Regions from separate parts of the Xenopus laevis genome. Here region 1 is linked to region 2. Evidence: chromatin contacts called from public Hi-C data. All regions are on one chromosome and are shown on one strand. Each heading gives the region's core, a stretch centred on a gene start, on an enhancer-like site or on the middle of the called end of the contact. The rest is flanking DNA. Distances are from core to core; before and after follow the strand shown. Region 1 holds the start of ciao2b.L (cytosolic iron-sulfur assembly component 2B L homeolog). Region 2 overlaps cdc42bpa.L (serine/threonine-protein kinase MRCK alpha).

Region 1 (3,871 bases), core at 710-3,209, 130 kb before region 2:
ATGAACCAAATTGCTGAAATTGGAAACTGGAGAGCTGCTGAATAAAAAGCTAAATAACTCGTAAAATGAAAACCAATTGCAAATTGTCTCAGAATATAACTCTCCACGTCATACTAAAAGTTAATTTAAAGGTGAAAGATGGCTTGGGCAGACTAGTCACACAGGTGCATTACAACAGCCTTATGACTACACAACCATTCAATATATGGCACATTTATACTGTTTACCTCCTGATAATCTGTCTCTGGGTGCCTTGGATCAAAGTGTTGCTCTCTGTATCCTGAGCCTTGCGGACTCCCGGCTAGTGTCTGTATATATTCATATAATACACAAAAGCCATGAATATCTTGTAAATTATATCCTTATAAACGGTGAGTAGTGATGTCATCAGTTATAAACGGTGAGTAGTGATGTAATTTCTGTCACATGACTCACTAAAATTTGTGTATTATAATTAATAAAGTACCCCTAGTTGTAAAATATGAGGATATTATAAGTTACCTCGGAGTTCCATGACCTGTATAAAAACACTCGGCCTCCTCGGTAACTTATAATATCCTTATATTTTACAAGAGGGGGTACTTTATTCACTATATATTCACTGATGGTTCTTTGTCCAGTTCACAGACTGTTCCGGAGATGCTACTGGTTTCCCAGGTATTGCAAAGCCCCTGTTCACTACCTCTTCCCCTTGAACTATAGCAGGGTGACTATTACCCCAATGTCTCTATATATCTGTAACCTTGTTATGAGCTAAGGGGGCCCAGTCTGAAGGTCAGTTAGGGTGAGATTTGGGGTGAGTGATTATTTGTGCCCTGGGTACCCCTGGAACTATAGCAGGGTGACTATTACCCCAATGTTTCTATATATCTGTAACCTTGTTATGAGCTAAGAGGGCCCAGTCTGAAGGTCAGTTAGGGGGAGATTTGGGGTGAGTGTTTATTTGTGCCCTGGGTACCCCTGGAACTATAGCAGGGTGACTGTTACCCCAATGTTTCTATATATCTGTAACCTTGTTATGAGCTAAGGGGGCCCAGACTGAAGGCCATTTAGGGTGAATTTTGGGGTGAGTGCTCATTTGTGCCCTGGGTACCCCTGGAACTATAGCAGGGTGACTGTTACCCCAATGTTTCTATTTATCTGTAACCTTGTTATTAGCTAAGGTGGCCCTACTTTGTGTAACATCAGATCATGATGGTGTAGTGAAGTTTAGTCCCATGTAGCACAGGGAGGATCAGGTTCTGCTCAGTCTTATTTCTGGTAACTAAGCACAGCCATTGGATTAGGGCCACACGGGGCCAAAATCAGATAGATGAAATCCACTGGATAATTAGAAGCTGATTTCGGCCTCTGTGTGGCCCTAGCCTTATAATACAAAAAGGAATAAAGCGAAGGAACTTCAGTCTATAAGTGTCACAGATCTCTAGTATAATAATAATAAAAGCCAGAGTTGTTTTCCATGAAAGGTTCAAACCCTGCCCCCCTGGGCTGAGACAAACACATTAGCAGAGACTGTTCAATGGTGATGTTTAACACTAGAGAGCTCTCAGCCCAGACACCAGTTGCTCATCTCAGCACTCCCAGACTTTCTTTACCATCTCAGTGTAATAAAAAAATCTATAAAAAAAATGGAGATGTCTTTATGCCGCTCTTCGTCAGACAATGACACATTTATGTTACATACTGTCCAACATACCATTGAATCGTTTATGTAAGACTTCCGGCTTCCGGGTCAAACCATAGCAACCTATAAATGCCGAGTCCAATATGCCAGAATAAAACATGGCAAGCTCACACTTTCCGCCCTTCTTTGGCGCAGGTGTTGATTGGGAGGATTTAGGAACCAATCGAATTGTAGCGCCCGGCGATTGGCTCGCTGCTCAAGAGTAGGCCAATAGGTAGGATTTTGCCGGACGGAACCAATTCTTGCACGGGTTGGCCTTGACGGAAGTGGTACAGTCCTGGTAAGGGTACAAGGGTTCAGTGATGGTGGGAGGAAGTCAGCTGGAGAACGCCAATCCGCTCATTTACCGACGGGCGGGGGAGCGGCAGGTTACTGCTCAGGAGGAGGATGAGGACGCTACGGACAGGATCGATGACCGGGAGATCTTTGATATCCTTCCCTGTATGTGTAAATTGTATTCCTGGCATAGAGTCACATTCACCCCATACCGATTCCTCAGCTGCCCCAGTATAGTAATGAGCTCCCTACCTGCAGCCTTCCTTCCCCCAGTACCATTCTCTCTTCTATACTCAGCAGCAGCCTGTCTGCTCCAGCAACTGACCCGTCATTGTCTATCTGCCCCTGCAACTGCCCTCCCCCTCCATCTTCCCTTTCTCTATCTGCCCCAGCAACTGCCCTTTCCCTCTCTATCTGCCCCAGCAACTGTTCTTTCCCTCTCTATCTGCCCTTTCCCTCTCTATCTGCCCCAGCAACTGTTCTTTCCCTCTCTATCTGCCCTTTCCCTCTCTATCTGCCCCAGCAATTGTTCTTTCCCTCTCCACCTGCCCTTTCCCTCTCCATCTACCCCAGCAACTGCCCTTTCTGCTTTCAAAAGATCTCTTAAAACGCACTTCTTTAGAGAAGCCTACCCTCATTCTGCTTCTCCCCAATGCAATACCACATACAGTACTACATCTCTCACTCACTTAATTCTGATCTTGCCCACTCCCACACCTTGTGTCTTATTCCATTCATTTGTAAGCTCCTTTGCGCAGGACCTTCCTCACCTTTTGTATTGGCTGTGATGTATATAACTCCATATGTTCAGATGGTACCTGCACTCAAACTCCAACTTCTGTTTGCGGGTGCTGGGTCAAATTCAAATGTATAATTCTTATAGATGGACCCGCACTCCAAATTCATGTGAAAAAAAGGCTTTTATTTATGCCTTTTATTTTTTTAGGATGCACGAGTAATAAATAAAAGCCTTTTCTTCACATGAATTTGAAGTGCGGGTCCATCTATAAGAAATATATATATATATATATATATATATATATATATATATATCACACACACGTTGGAAATTTCCAATGAACTGATACACAGATACAGTATAACCTGTAACAGTGAATCAAATATTCACCATTGGACATACTGGCCCTTTAACCCTTGGTCGATTATATGTTGTTTTCATTGTGCATACTGTCTGCTTTCCCTTCCATTGCCCTTAATTCGAGTACATCTGATTCGCTGTATAAATGACCCCGAACATCCACTCACACTGGAGGAACTAAACGTGGTTGAAGAAATTCGAGTGAAGGTGAAAATTATTTTTTATCCTGTGAACTGACCTCCAGCATATCAACATGATGTGATGTCTGTCTGTATTTATCTATATCTATCATCATGTTCTCCAATAACTTAGCAGCACCCCGCCTACATTTTTACTTACATAGTATTTCCACTTATCCTTCTAAAGGCAAATCTCTGTGACCACTATAAGTGTGAGGTCCTTAGACTCCCATTGTGGAGGGCTCATTCATTGTGTGAGTTTCCCCATTACTGTGAGTTTTGTTTGTTTGTTACTGTGCAGGTAAGTGATGAGGAGAACTTGGTGTCTGTCGAGTTTACCCCAACCATTCCACACTGCAGTATGGCAACGCTGATCGGCCTCTCCATTAAAGTAAAGCTCCTGCGCTCTCTGCCGGAAAGGTTTAAGGTGGGTACATAAATGGGATCTGCAGGTGAACCCTAGTTTGTATATTAAAATTTGAAAAATAAAAGCTGGCGGCTGAGTAAATTGTTATCCTGCCCCCCCAGACTTGTCCATTGTTATCTCATGTGCATATTTCTACTCTTCCAGGTGGACGTCCATATAACTCCCGGCACCCACGCCTCTGAGCATGCCGGTAAGTTTCCACTAAT
Region 2 (4,129 bases), core at 773-3,272:
GACATCATGTCTCTCTACATGCAGGATTTGTGCAAAAGGCAGTTATTTTGTTAGATTTTTTTTGTACTGGAATCTGTTATTTGAGTGAGCTCTAATTCATCTGCTAGGAAAGGAGCCTCCCCTAAAGATATATTGAATCTAACTGTCAATGAATATCTGACACCCAACTGCTGCAAGAAGACAGAACAAAGAGAAATCAATGCTGAGAGAGGAATAGTGAAGATAAACTTGATTATTTCTGAAATGATGCAGAATATTAAATTGAATGTATTTAGAAAGTCTCTTATTTCAGTATGAGGAAGCTTGTATTAAATTTTTATTTTCGCAATAGTTCCCCTTTAATTAAATCTCTGTTGTTCTAATGATGTATAATTAACCAAGTCTTACTTATAACCACCCCATGGGACATAATCAGATCAGGTATATGGAGATGCTGTTTGATTGCAACTTGTTTTCTTTGCTTCCCTCTCTAGGTAACAGCTTCTCAGCTCTCAGCGTCAAGCAACAAGTGCTCAATCCTAATCCTGGCTGACAGCGAGAGTGAGAAGGGCAAGTGGGTGGGAGTGCTGAATGAACTGCACCGGATCCTGAAGAAGAACAAGCTCAAAGACCGGGCAGTCTACATCCCTAAAGAGGCCTACGACAGCACTCTGCCGCTCATCAAGAACACTCAGTCGGCTGCTATATTGGGTAATACTGGGCTCCTGGGGTTATTTTGCACATCAATGCATTCCAAACAAACCTGAACTCACGTTGGATATCTATGATCTTGTTTCTTTCCTGATGCAGATCATGAACGAATAGCACTGGGCAATGAGGAGGGACTGTTTGTTGTACACGTCACGAAAGACGGTAAGATACAAGATGGCAACAGATTGAGATTTGATAACATGGGCTGTGGTTGTCCTTTGTTTTAGAAAAATGTAACCACCGTCTCAGAATTATAAGCAGGTCTCCTGTAGGTACTTCCTTCCACTTCACTGGTTTCCACTTTAGAGTACTTCATAGCAAAAATCAAGTTTAGGCCTATGGGCAGGTTGTTGCATGGTCGCTCAGGTTTGGGGTGCCACCTCTTTAAAGCAATACTTCAGTATAAAAAATAAAAACTGGGTAATTAGACAGGCTGTGCAAAATAAAAAATGTTTCTAATATAGTTAGTTAGCCAAAGATGTAATGTATAAAGGCTGGAGTGACTGGATGTCTAACATAATAGACAGAAATGTACTTTCTGCTTTTTAGCTCTCTTGGTTTCCACTGATTGGTTACCAGGCAGTAACCAATCAGAGCCTTGAGGGGGGTACATAGGTCATAACTGTTGCTTTTGAATTTGAGCTGCATGTGAAGGATCTATTGCAAATGCACTGAACAGTTGTGGCCCCCTTTAAAGTCGCTGACTAACTCAGAGTTAGAGAGCTGAAAAGCAGGACATTGTGTTCTGTTAGACATTTAGTAACTCCAGTCTTTATACATTACTTTTTTGGCTAAATAACTATATTAGAAACATTTTTTATTTTGCACAGCCTATCTATTTACCCAATTTTTATTTGTATACTGAACTGTTCCTTTAATCCCCAAGAAGTACCATAGTACCTCTCTATATATTAAGCTTTCGTGCACGTTGATCCAATGTACTGTAGCATTCATGACCACTACATCTGCCTTTGAGACTATCCCATTTAATTACAGACCTTTTCTATGGCTATATTCATGTATGTTTCTCCATCCTTTCATAGAGATTATTCGTGTTGGAGATAACAAGAAAGTTCACCAGGTTGAGCTCATCCCCTACGAGCAGCTCATTGCAGTGATATCCGGAAGGAACCGCCACGTCCGGCTTTACCCCATGATATCCCTGGATGGGCGAGAGACAGAGTTTTATAAACTGGTAGAAACTAAAGGCTGCCAGGGCATAGTATCTGGACAGGTGCGCAACGGGGCCCTCACGTGCTTATGCGTGTCCATGAAAAGACAGGTTCTCTGTTATGAACTCAACCAAAGCAAGACACGCCACAAAAAGATCAAGGAGATCCAGGTTCCGGGAAATGTTCAGTGGATGGGTATTTTTAACGAGCGCCTGTGCGTGGGTTTTCAGTCGGGATTTATTCTGTATCCTTTGCACGCTGAAGGGAGCCCGTATAGCCTTCTCCATTCAGACGACCACACACTGTCTTTCATCACGCAGCAACCTACGGACGCCATTTGTGCAGTTGAAATCTCAAATAAGGAATACCTGCTGTGTTTTAGCAGCGTTGGGGTTTATGTCGACTACCAGGGCCGAAGGTCACGGCAACAGGAACTAATGTGGCCTGCCGTTCCTTTGTCTTGCTGTAAGTGTTCCAGCATCCATCTGTGGTTATGTGAGGTGAAGTTGCATGAGAAAATTACCCCCTTAAAGGAAAACTATACCCCAAAATGAATACTTGAGCAACAGATGGTTTATATCAAATTAAGTGGTATATTAAAGAATCATATCAAACTGGTGTATATATTTAAGTAAATATTGCCATTTTACATCTCTTGCCTTGAACCACCATTTTGTGATGGTCTCTGTGCTGCCTCAGTGATCACCTGACCAGAAATACTGCAACTCTAACTGTAACAGGAAGAAGTGTGGAAGCAAAATACACAACTCTGTCTGTTAATTGGCTCTAGCAAGTATAGTTTGTTTGTGTGCACCGTGAATCATACAATCCCAGGGGACGGCCCTTATTTTTTAAAATGGCATTTCTCTATTTATGATCATCCAATGGCACATACTACTAAAAAGGTATTTTATTATGAAAATGGTTTATTTACATGAAAGCAGGGTTTTACATATGAGCTGTTTTATGCAATATCTTTTTATAGAGGCCTACATTGTTTGAGGGGTATAGTTTTCCTTTAAGTCTGGTATTTGTTTTTTATTATAGCTTTCTAGATTACTTTATTGCTGCTTTTTAGGGGGCAAAATGTACCAAACAGGCACAAAATATTTTGCAGTAGTTCTTATTGGCAATAATATTTGCACAGGGCATCTCCATAGACATTCCAATGTTGAATTTTTTTTCATATGGTCACAGAACCCTTAGTAAACATCTAATATACCCCTATTTACAGTAGGGGGTACATTATCCCTTATAATACATGAGTGATACTCAGAGTTCCCTGTATAACTCAGCCTGCAGCCTTGTGCCTTTATATGGTCACAGAACAACCCCTCAGTGACTTCTAATATCCTTATCATTTACAGTAGGGGGTACATTATCTCTTATAATACATGAGTGATACTCAGAGTTCCCTGTATAACTCAGCCTGCAGCCTTGTGCCTTTATATGGTCACAGAACAACCCCTCAGTGACTTCTAATATCCTTATCATTTTCAGTAGGGGGTACATTATCCCTTATAATACATGAGTGATACTCAGAGTTCCCTGTATAACTCAGCCTGCAGGCTTGTGCCTTTATATGGTCACAGAACAACCCCTCAGTGACTTCTAATATCCTTATCATTTTCAGTAGGGGCTACATTATCCCTTATAATACATGAGTGATACTCGGAGTTCCTTGTATAACTCAACTTGTAGCCTTGTGCCTTAATATGGTCACAGAACCCCTCAGTGACTTCTAATATCCTTATTATTTACAGTAGGGGGTACATTATCCCTTATAATACATGAGTGATACTCGGAGTTCCTTGTATAACTCAACCTGTAGCCTTGTGCCTTTATATGGTCACAGAACAACCCCTCAGTGACTTCTAATATCCTTATCATTTACAGCAGGGGGTACATTATCCCTTATAATACATGAGTGATACTCAGAGTTCCCTGTATAACTCAGCCTGTAGCCTTGTGCCTTTATATGGTTAAAGGACCCCTCAGTGACTCCTAATATAGTTAAAAATGACAGTAGGCAGTACATTATCCCTTTTATATAATAAATAAATGATTCATTTACAAAGCCCTTTTTAATGTTCTTATTATAACAGTTCCTTTGTTACATGAAACCCAACACACACACACACGCAAGGCTTGTTGGTAAAGATTATAGCTGTGCATTTCATTGCTTTTGATAGATAACACATTCTTTAGGCAGGAAGTAAGATAATTATTTTTTCAGGAGTCTGATGCTCTTTGCAATGTCACGCTGC

Evidence for each region. A called contact is a pair of places that touch in the nucleus more often than the background predicts.
Region 1: a Hi-C map of the XTC cell line shows a contact between it and region 2, with 2.6 times the contacts expected there. The contact joins the promoter of ciao2b.L here to the enhancer-like site in region 2. A contact is called at or near these places in 2 of 4 Hi-C or Micro-C datasets (the XL177 cell line and the XTC cell line).

Annotation. Positions count from the first base shown.
Region 1 is chr5L:18,567,200-18,571,070 of Xenopus_laevis_v10.1, reverse strand. It overlaps ciao2b.L (cytosolic iron-sulfur assembly component 2B L homeolog), which reads left to right and starts at 1,959. Exons shown (of 5, transcript NM_001095363.1): 1 at 1,959-2,113; 2 at 3,187-3,266; 3 at 3,540-3,665; 4 at 3,810-3,855. The coding sequence starts at 1,987.
Region 2 is chr5L:18,434,969-18,439,097 of Xenopus_laevis_v10.1, reverse strand. cdc42bpa.L (serine/threonine-protein kinase MRCK alpha) reads left to right here. Exons shown (of 40, transcript XM_041562571.1): 30 at 474-690; 31 at 790-852; 32 at 1,734-2,327. Among protein-coding and RNA genes, the nearest start is that of coq8a.L, 81 kb to the right of the region's middle. Within about 2 kb of position 2,022, at least 1 of the 7 cell types and tissues checked has an H3K27ac peak or open chromatin away from gene starts, as enhancers often do.